Linked DNA regions of Ovis aries: region 1 is linked to region 2. A link is a contact called in public Hi-C data. All regions are on one chromosome and are shown on one strand. The core of a region is the stretch at or near the end of the contact, and the rest is flanking DNA. Distances in the headings are between cores, read along the strand shown. Region 1 holds the start of CTBP2 (C-terminal binding protein 2). Region 2 overlaps CTBP2 (C-terminal binding protein 2).

The links. Hi-C and Micro-C count contacts between places; a contact is called where the count stands out from the background.
Region 1: a Hi-C map of hypothalamus shows a contact between it and region 2, with 2.6 times the contacts expected there. The contact joins the promoter of CTBP2 here to the enhancer-like site in region 2. A contact is called at or near these places in 8 of 16 Hi-C or Micro-C datasets (blood, hypothalamus, muscle and 3 more).

What each region holds. Positions count from the first base shown.
Region 1 is chr22:44,202,669-44,206,794 of ARS-UI_Ramb_v3.0, reverse strand. CTBP2 (C-terminal binding protein 2) reads left to right here and starts at 2,039. Exons shown (of 10, transcript XM_060404577.1): 1 at 2,039-2,257.
Region 2 is chr22:44,099,429-44,103,305 of ARS-UI_Ramb_v3.0, reverse strand. The region is part of intron 1 of CTBP2 (C-terminal binding protein 2); the gene reads left to right. Among named protein-coding and RNA genes, the nearest start is that of CTBP2, 100 kb to the left of the region's middle. Within about 2 kb of position 1,580, at least 20 of the 54 cell types and tissues checked have an H3K27ac peak or open chromatin away from gene starts, as enhancers often do. A contact at or near this core is called in hypothalamus, where this site is marked.

The sequences.
Region 1 (4,126 bases), core at 790-3,289, 100 kb before region 2:
TTTGTTGGATGATAAAGCAACCATCGGGAGTCAGGACCCCCACAAGGCCGGTCGCGCCTGCCAACCTGGGCGCACTTTAGCACACGCTGCGGGCCTGAGTAGGGGTTTTAAAAATGTTAATAGACCGAGAGGCCTCTTGGGGAAGCAGAACAGGACCCCGCGGTTCGGGGGCCCTTTCTCTGACCCCCAGGCCCCGGCTGAAGTTGCCTCCGATTCTTAGGGCGTGGTGCGCTCCCGGGTACGCGGGAAGCCAAACCCGGCGACTCGGCTCCGGGAACCGCTGCCCCGGCGGCCTGCAGAGGCCGGGCCTCACACCCCTCTCCACGCCTTTCCAGCTCAACATCTCAATCCACTTCGTAACATCTCAATATGGTTTTTAAACAGATGGAGACGAAGGGCTCCGTTCAGCCCACACCGGGGGCCCTCGGAGGACGCGCGGCCGATCTTGGGGGCGAGAGATGAGAGTCGGTGGGCTTCTGAGTCGCAGGGAAAAGAGCCCTCCCAGCCCGCATCGCGGAGTCCCTCCAGCAAACCGCGCTCCAACGCCGCGGGCCACGGGCGTGGGATGTAGATGCAGCCGGCTCTCGGCCTGGATCCCAGGTTTGGTGTCCAGACACCAACCTCGCGGCCTCGGGACGGCGCGCGAGCCCAGGTCCCCGACTCTGAGGCGGGGTGAGGGGGGGGGACCCAGCAGCACAGCGCCTCCGTCCCGCGGGGCCCGGAGCTCCCACCTAAAGGCAAGGCTTTAAAAATAGCCCCGGCGAGATCCAGGCAACAGGAAGGAACATTTTTTTTTTTTTTTAATGTGTAAAAAATGTTTTGCTTCTCGTAGGGAACACAACCGCTGCGAGTTCCAGCACATCGGGCTCCCTCCGCGCGCACCCACAGCCATCCGCCGCCCCTCGGGCCAGGCGCGGGCAAGCGTCTCCAGGATCCAGATTTGGGGAGCGCAAGTGCCCCCTGTGGCCGGCCCGCGCCTGACCCCGCGGGCCTGAGAAGGCAGAAGCGGCCGGCGGAGGGGCCCGGGAGGAAGTTGGAGCCGCGGGGCCGGGAAGGGGGCAGGTCGGCGTCGCGGGCCTGGGAGCCAGGGCCACCCTGGGGCGCCGCGCCAAGGCCCGCGCGCACTCGAGTCCCCCCACGTGGCCGGCCGCCCGGGGCCCCACGTGGAAGGGGCGGAGGAGGAAGGAGGGCGGCTGGAGGGCCGGACCCCCCCTCCCCGAACCCCGCCCGGCCCCTGCCCCGAGGCCCCAGCGCGTCTCCAGGGCCTCCCGGGCGGGGCCAGGCCGGGGAGTGCCCGCCGCGCCCGGCCCCCTCGCCCGCCTGCCGTGCCCGTGTGCACTTTCGCGGAGCCACTAATCCCCCGAGAGAGCCGATTTGTAGTGAGGAGTATCTGTAGGGGGCGAGGCCGGCCCATGTGGGGTTGTGTCATTGGTTTGCAAAGAGAGACCCCGCCTTTGCCCAAAAAAAAAAAAAAAAAAAAAAAGGGAGCGAGGAGTGAGCGAGCGGCGACCCTCACCTCGCCTCCCGCCTCGCTCCTGCGCAGCCGGCGGCCACCGCGAGACGCGGCCGCGCCGCTTCTTTCCCTTTCCTTTTCTCTCCGTTTTCCTCCTCCTTCCCCGGAGGAGAAAACAAATAAAGAAGAGCAAATAGCCGGGAGGCGCTCGGCTTCCCGGACGCTCCCTTCCCCCGCCCCCCCACCCAACCCGATCCAAGTTGGAAGCAGCATCTTCTCGGGGGTGAGCGCGGCGTGGGGCGGTTGCGGGCCGGGGACCCCCAGCACGGCCCCCTCCCGGCGGGCGGGCGCGGGGCCGGGACCGGGCTGGGGAGGATCGGGAGCCGGGTGGGCGGAGGAAGGGGGTGGGGTGGGTGGGGAAGTAGGAAGAGGCTCGGCGGCGAGGGGAGGAGGAGGAAGGGGAGGGGAGGGCTGGGGTGGGGAGCGGAGGGGAGGGGAGGGGAGGCCGGGAGGGGGAGGCCGGGAGGGGGAGGGGCGGGGAGCTGGAGAGATTAAGTTTTTGTGTGTGTGTCCCTGTGTGCGTGTGTCATTTTAAGGTGGCCCGGGAGCGGCCCAGAGGAGCCGGCGGCGGCCCGAGGAGCGAGGGACGGAGCCGGGAGCCATGCCGCGCTGACCCGGGGGGCCCGCACAGCCGCCGCCGCCGCCGCCGCCGGGTGGGGTGGAAGGGGCGGGAGCCGCCGCCGCTGCCGCCGCCGCCTCCCGGGTGGGCGCCCTTCGCCGTGGACGCCGGCGGCCCGGGACGAGGTAAGGGGGGGCCCCGGGGGAGGGATGGGGCCGCCGCCGCCCCCGTCTCACCTGCGGCCGCGGGCTGGGGGGCGCCGCGCCCGCGCCTCACTGCGCCACTGGGGGAGGAGAAGGAGGGCGAAGGACACCGAGCCGGCATCCGAGGACATCTTTGGTCTGCGCCCCCCCACCCCCGGCCCGGTGTCCCCGCTCGGCGATCGAGGGGTGGGCCCAGGCCTGGGGGTCCCTGCCTGCCGTACCCCCCCCCCCCCCTCCACCGGCCGCCGCCGATCGCGCCCGCTGGCCGCTGTTTGCGCCAGGATTTTTGTTGTTGTGATGAGAGTTGATGAATGCGAAGTAGGCGGTCACCTTCCTTCCCATCAGGATTGGCAAAAAAAAAAAAAAAAGAAACCCCGAGCGCGGCGGCGTCCGGAGGGCAGCGGCGGCGGCGGCGTCTCGGCGACGGTTTCCTAGGCGCCCCCGGCTCCCGTTCCCCGAGGCCGGTGGGTGCGCGCGCGCGCGGGGGCCGCCAGCGACCCAGGCCGAGCGCGCGGCGCGCCGCGGGGACAATACGGCCGGATCCCCCGGGACCGGGAGTTCGAGCGCACGGGGCCTGGGGCCTGCGGGGCGGGGGCGGGGGAGGGTAGCGGGGGGTCCGCTGGGAAAACGGGGCGCGCGCGCCTCCGGGCCCCCAGGGGAGCGGCCCCTGCTGGCAGGGGATCCCGCGCGGCGCCCCGGGAGCGCAAGTGAGAGACGGGAACGCAGGCGAAGTGGAACCCTTTTGTTTTGCCGGCCCCGCATTGTTGGCTCCTCCGGGCAGCCGGGCCACATCTGCCGCCGCCGCCGCCGCCACTGCCGCGCCGGGCTCGGCCCGCCAAAGTCGCAGCGGGGCGGGGGCCCGGGGCGAGCCGGGCGACGGGCGCGGGCGGGGGCCGAGCTGGCCGGGCATTTCCTCTGCCCGGCCGCGCTCCCGCCGGCACCACTTCCTCCTCGCCCGCGGCCGCCGCGAACCCTGCCCGCCCGCCCGCCTCCCCCGCCCGCCTCCCCCGCCCTGGCCGCACTTTTCGGGTGGGGCGAACCCAAAAGAAAAAGTTTCGCAGGAGGGGCTGGCGAGGGCGCGCCCCGGGCGGCGGGGACTCGGCGCGGCGCAGCGACAGCCGGGCGGCCGCGATCGCCTCTTCCTCCTTGTCCTCCGCGGCGCCGGACCGACCCGCGCGGCCGAGGGGAAGCGCCTTTCTTTCTCTGCCTGGCGCTCTTCCCAGCGCCCCGGGGCAAGCTGGACCCGGGCGCGCGAGATCCGGGGCGCGCGGGGGCCCTTCACCAGCCGGAGAGGCCCGCGGCGTGGCCGGTCGCCCGCTGCCCTCGCAGCGCCCGGGTGCTGGGAGGCCGCGGGCCCGGGAGCTCGGCGCGGTCACCGCCAGCCGCGTCGAGACACACACGCGCACACGCTCCCTCCGGTGGCTTCGCTTTCCGCCGCCGCCGATGGTCTCGGACACCGAGTGTGAGTGCGCGCGCGAGTGTATGTAGTGCTCCCAGCCCCCGGAATACTTTTTCCGGAGGCGGCCCAAGCAGCTGTTGGCTCCAAGGGTCCCCGTGCTTAGTATTTAACAAGTGAAAGGAATTTTTCGTAGAAATCCCCGCTTGATCTGCGTCCTTGGCGGTGGAGGCTGGTGGCGGTGGCCTGCGTCGTCACGCCGGGCTCACTTGCTCTCTCCGGGGTAAACAGATCTTTCTGGATTTCCCCCCCCCCTTTTTTTTTTGTAATTTCAAGACTGGAGATCGGGTTAAGTTCTTAGAGAGTCAGACGTGAGTGGCTCGAAGGGTAGACCAGAGAATGCTATCCTATAAATATGCATTGAGAATTTAAAATGCTAAGTGCCTTATTTGCAA
Region 2 (3,877 bases), core at 331-2,830:
TTCTTTATGGTCCAGCTCTTACATACATACATGCCTTCTGGAAAAACTATAACTTTCTTTATATGGACCATTGTCAGCAGAGTGATGTCTCTGCTTTTTCATGCGCTGTCTAGGTTTGTCATAGTTTTCCTTCCAAGGAACAAGCTTAGGGACTGAATTTTAAGTTCTCATTTTTTACATGAGATTGCATGGCTATTAACTCTTCACAGAGCTGCAGGTGATTTTCGTCTCCATAAACCAACAAAACCCACCGGAATTCTGAAACAGCTAGCATTTTCTACTTAAGTCTGGACTTTAGAAAAATTCTTCTTTAGGTTACCAACTGTGTAGAAAAGTTACGTAATGCAACATAGCAGACCGTTTTTTTATAATTAGAACACAGAAACCGCTTCTGCCTTTCCTGTTGGTAAAGAGACATTTTGCAGGTCTAGAGAATCAGCGTGCCCTGGGAAGTGGAGCTTGGTGGTGGGGAGGTGTCTCAGAATCTGGCTGGCTCGGTTCTGTGATCTTTCAGCACACATTGTCTGGTTTCACGTTTTAACAAATGTTCGGTGATGATACGTGGTCACCCCGAGCCGTGTTGCCACCGTCCTCCTGGTGCTTGGTGACTAGTAAAGAAAAGGCAGAAATTTGTGGGGATGGAGTGGAGTTGGCAGTGGCAGGGTTAGCTTTACCTGTCAACTGAAGAACTTTCAGTCCCTTTCTTTGAAACCTTTTTTGTGCCTATCCTCTTGAAAGTGGATGTCTTTGGGAAGATTGGAAAGTAAATTCCTGAGTCCTCTCCTGCCTGGTAGGAGGGAGGAGGCTCAGACTTCCAGACGTGGATGGAGCTGGGTACAGTCTCTGCAGGCTGCACAGGGGGTTGAGTTCAGGTAAAACCTGCAGGCTGTCTGCTTGAGAGTCCGGGCTTCTGTGTAACCCAGCTCTGCTAACTGTCTACAAAGGATAAACAGAACACTAATTCCAGAAGGCCTCCTCGTTTTATGTGACTCCAGTGAGATGCTTGAAAGGGCCCCGGTTCATGAAAAGCCCCAGGCCTGGTTCCTGCAGTGGCAGGGCTCCTCCCAAGACCCTCCTCTGAGCTTGTGGAAAGGAAGCAGGCCCCCCAGCCCTGTGTCCTGAGTCAGAGGGACAAAGGCCAGGCCAGCCTGTCACCCGAGGGAACAGGGCAGGGTCCCTAGGAGGCTTACGGGGTGCACTCAAACTGGACGGATCAGGCCAAGAGGCTTTGGAGGCTGGGTTTTGTCAGCAGATGATTTTGGCCCCAGTTTAAGCCATGTTATGTACCAAGATTTCCTGTTTTTCCAAAACTCCTTTGTTTTGGTTTTCGCAGTGATAGATTATTGAAATATTTGCTATTCGACTGACCCCTGTTGTTTTCCAACCAAAAAGTAAAACTGGGGATTTTGTTAAGAACCTCATTCCCTTTAAAGATGACTGCTCCTTCAGGAATATTTTGGCCTCTCTGGCTGATCAGCCAGCGGGTGAACAAAGACCTAATTGCCAGTCAGGGTCCTGGACGGATTTCTCAGCTCAGGGGCTGGCCTCTTGTGTAGCGGGGGGCGGGGTTGGTCCAAGGACAATTGAAAGGGGCTTTTTGTTCCTCTGGGCTAAGTTAAGCCATGTGTCTCTCTTTCTAGGAGTGTAGTTCTGGCCAATCAGAGCCGCATCAGTCCCACTCACTTCCTGCCGACCTTTCGACACCGACAGATGTTTTTTCTTACAAGTGTCATTAGGCCTCTCTACTCGCTGACCTCATCAAATCGTATTGGGGCCGTTTTCATAAGTTGTGTTGCTAAAAATTCATTTAACCCTTGCTGAGTTCCCCTCTGAGAATAAAAGCACTGCCTCCTGTTTGAGCAGGTCTCTCTTCTGTCCCCAGACCTAGTCGGGAGGGAGCTGAGCCCACCGTGGGTCCCATAGAGCTGGGCAGACCCACCGTGGAGAGCTACGGCTTCCACCTTGAGGCGTAATGTAGGGCCTTTTCCTGGTGTCCAGTGGTTGAGTTAAGGCTTTGCCTTCCAATGCAGGAGGTGTGGTAGGTTCCATCCCTCATCAGGCGGCAAGGACCCACATGGGAACAAAACATAAAACAGATGAACCTGTTTTTGCCGGGCAGCAGCGGAGACACAGATATAGCAACAGACCTGGGGACCCGGTGCGGGAAGGAGATGGTGGGTTGAATTGAGAGTAGCATGGAGACATATCTGATGCTGTACGTAGCATTAGATAGGCAGTGGGAATCTGCTGTATGACGCTCTGACAGCCTAAGGGGTGGGATGGGGTGGCAAGTGGAAGGGAGGTTTAAGAAGAGACATTCAAATGTATATCTGTGGCTGATTCATGTTGATGTATGCCAAAGTATTTATTTTAAAAAGTATTGTAAAATTCAGTAAAGACTTTATAAATGGTTCACACTAAAAAAAAAAAAAAAAACACACCTTGAAAAAGAGAGGTGTAATGAAGACTAATAACCCAAGATTGCAGTGAAGGACCCAACCACCTCACTATGAGGGAAACTTCTAGGATCTGGCAACTTTGCACTTGGGTCTAGGTGTGATCACAGCTCATCAAGCCCTGGGGGCCCAGGATGACCGGGAGGCAGGGCCTGACCTGTGGGACTCAGACAAGCCCTTCCCTGTAGTGGGGTTGGGAGGGATCAAGCTGGGGTCCCAGGCCCGTGGAAGTTTCTGAAACTGACACCCCTTCTGCAGAACAGCCCACCACCATCTGACCAGAGGCCAGATCTGTTCTGGAAGCTGGAAGGTGATGCTGCTGTTTCGGCCTTCACACGATAGCTTGGAGACCAGCAGATCCTGAGAAGAGGGTGTTTCGAGGTGGTGTGGGGCCCCGGGTTGTGACTTATCTGGGGGGATTTAGGCTTCCTCTGGGCTCACTCTCCTGGAAGTGCCTGGGATCGGGGTTGTGCCTCTGCCCTGTGACAGCTGGGGTGCTGGGGACTTGCCCAAAGCCTCCCCCAGGGCCCGTGTGGTGACCGAAGTGGGCGACAGGGTGGGGGACAGGGTGGGGCGTGCCGTGTGCCGCCAGACACCGTCGCTGTGGGATTCAGGGCCGCAGGATGTATTTTCGGGCTGTCTGTGTGCTGGAGCTAACCCTCTGCAAGCGCTTGGAGCCGAGCCTGCAGCACATTAAATCCTCCCTGAGTGGTCGCTGTGGTTAAACTAACAGCTGTGGATGCAAACTGTACTGAGGGAGGCCTCCCTATCGCACGGTCCCACTCCCCCGAGGAGCCCTTCTGGGGGCTGGGTCCCTTCTGTCTGGACTTGGTCTAATGTGTTCACAGACCAGTTTTTCTCTTTTGCTGATCTTGCTCTTGGCTTCCTTCTATGGCTGCTCCCTCCCTCAGGGTCTGGGAGCTAGCTCTCCCACAGCAGGGAGTCATGTTAGATAGACTGGGGCAGTGGCTAACTGAAGCTGGGGTGACCGGGGAGTTACAGGGGGTGAACACAAATACGAGCTGGGGGTTCAGTCTCTCTCTGAGGGCCAAAGAATGTTCTAGAAATGCCATGGTTCCAAGAAATCACCAAGGACCACGTGAGCATATGTGGACGACTGTGTGTTACTCTCCGTACACCCCTTTTTTGCCCCTCAGGTTCCAGGCAGGCTTGCTGGTATCTTAAGCTCCCCTCTGCCCTTTCTCATGCGGGAATCTCTGAAACGCTCTGCTGATTGACTTTCATGTCACCTGCCTCCTTTTTGCTCTCCGCTTAAATAGCAGTTGCAGTTCAAGGACTTCTTCTAAGAATAAGAAAGCACAAGGGCCTGTTTATCCAGTGCATTCCCATGCAGAGGGGTGGCCTCCAAGGCTGAATTCTTAATGTGGGGCCCCGTCCTGGGGAGATCTTTTTAATGTCCC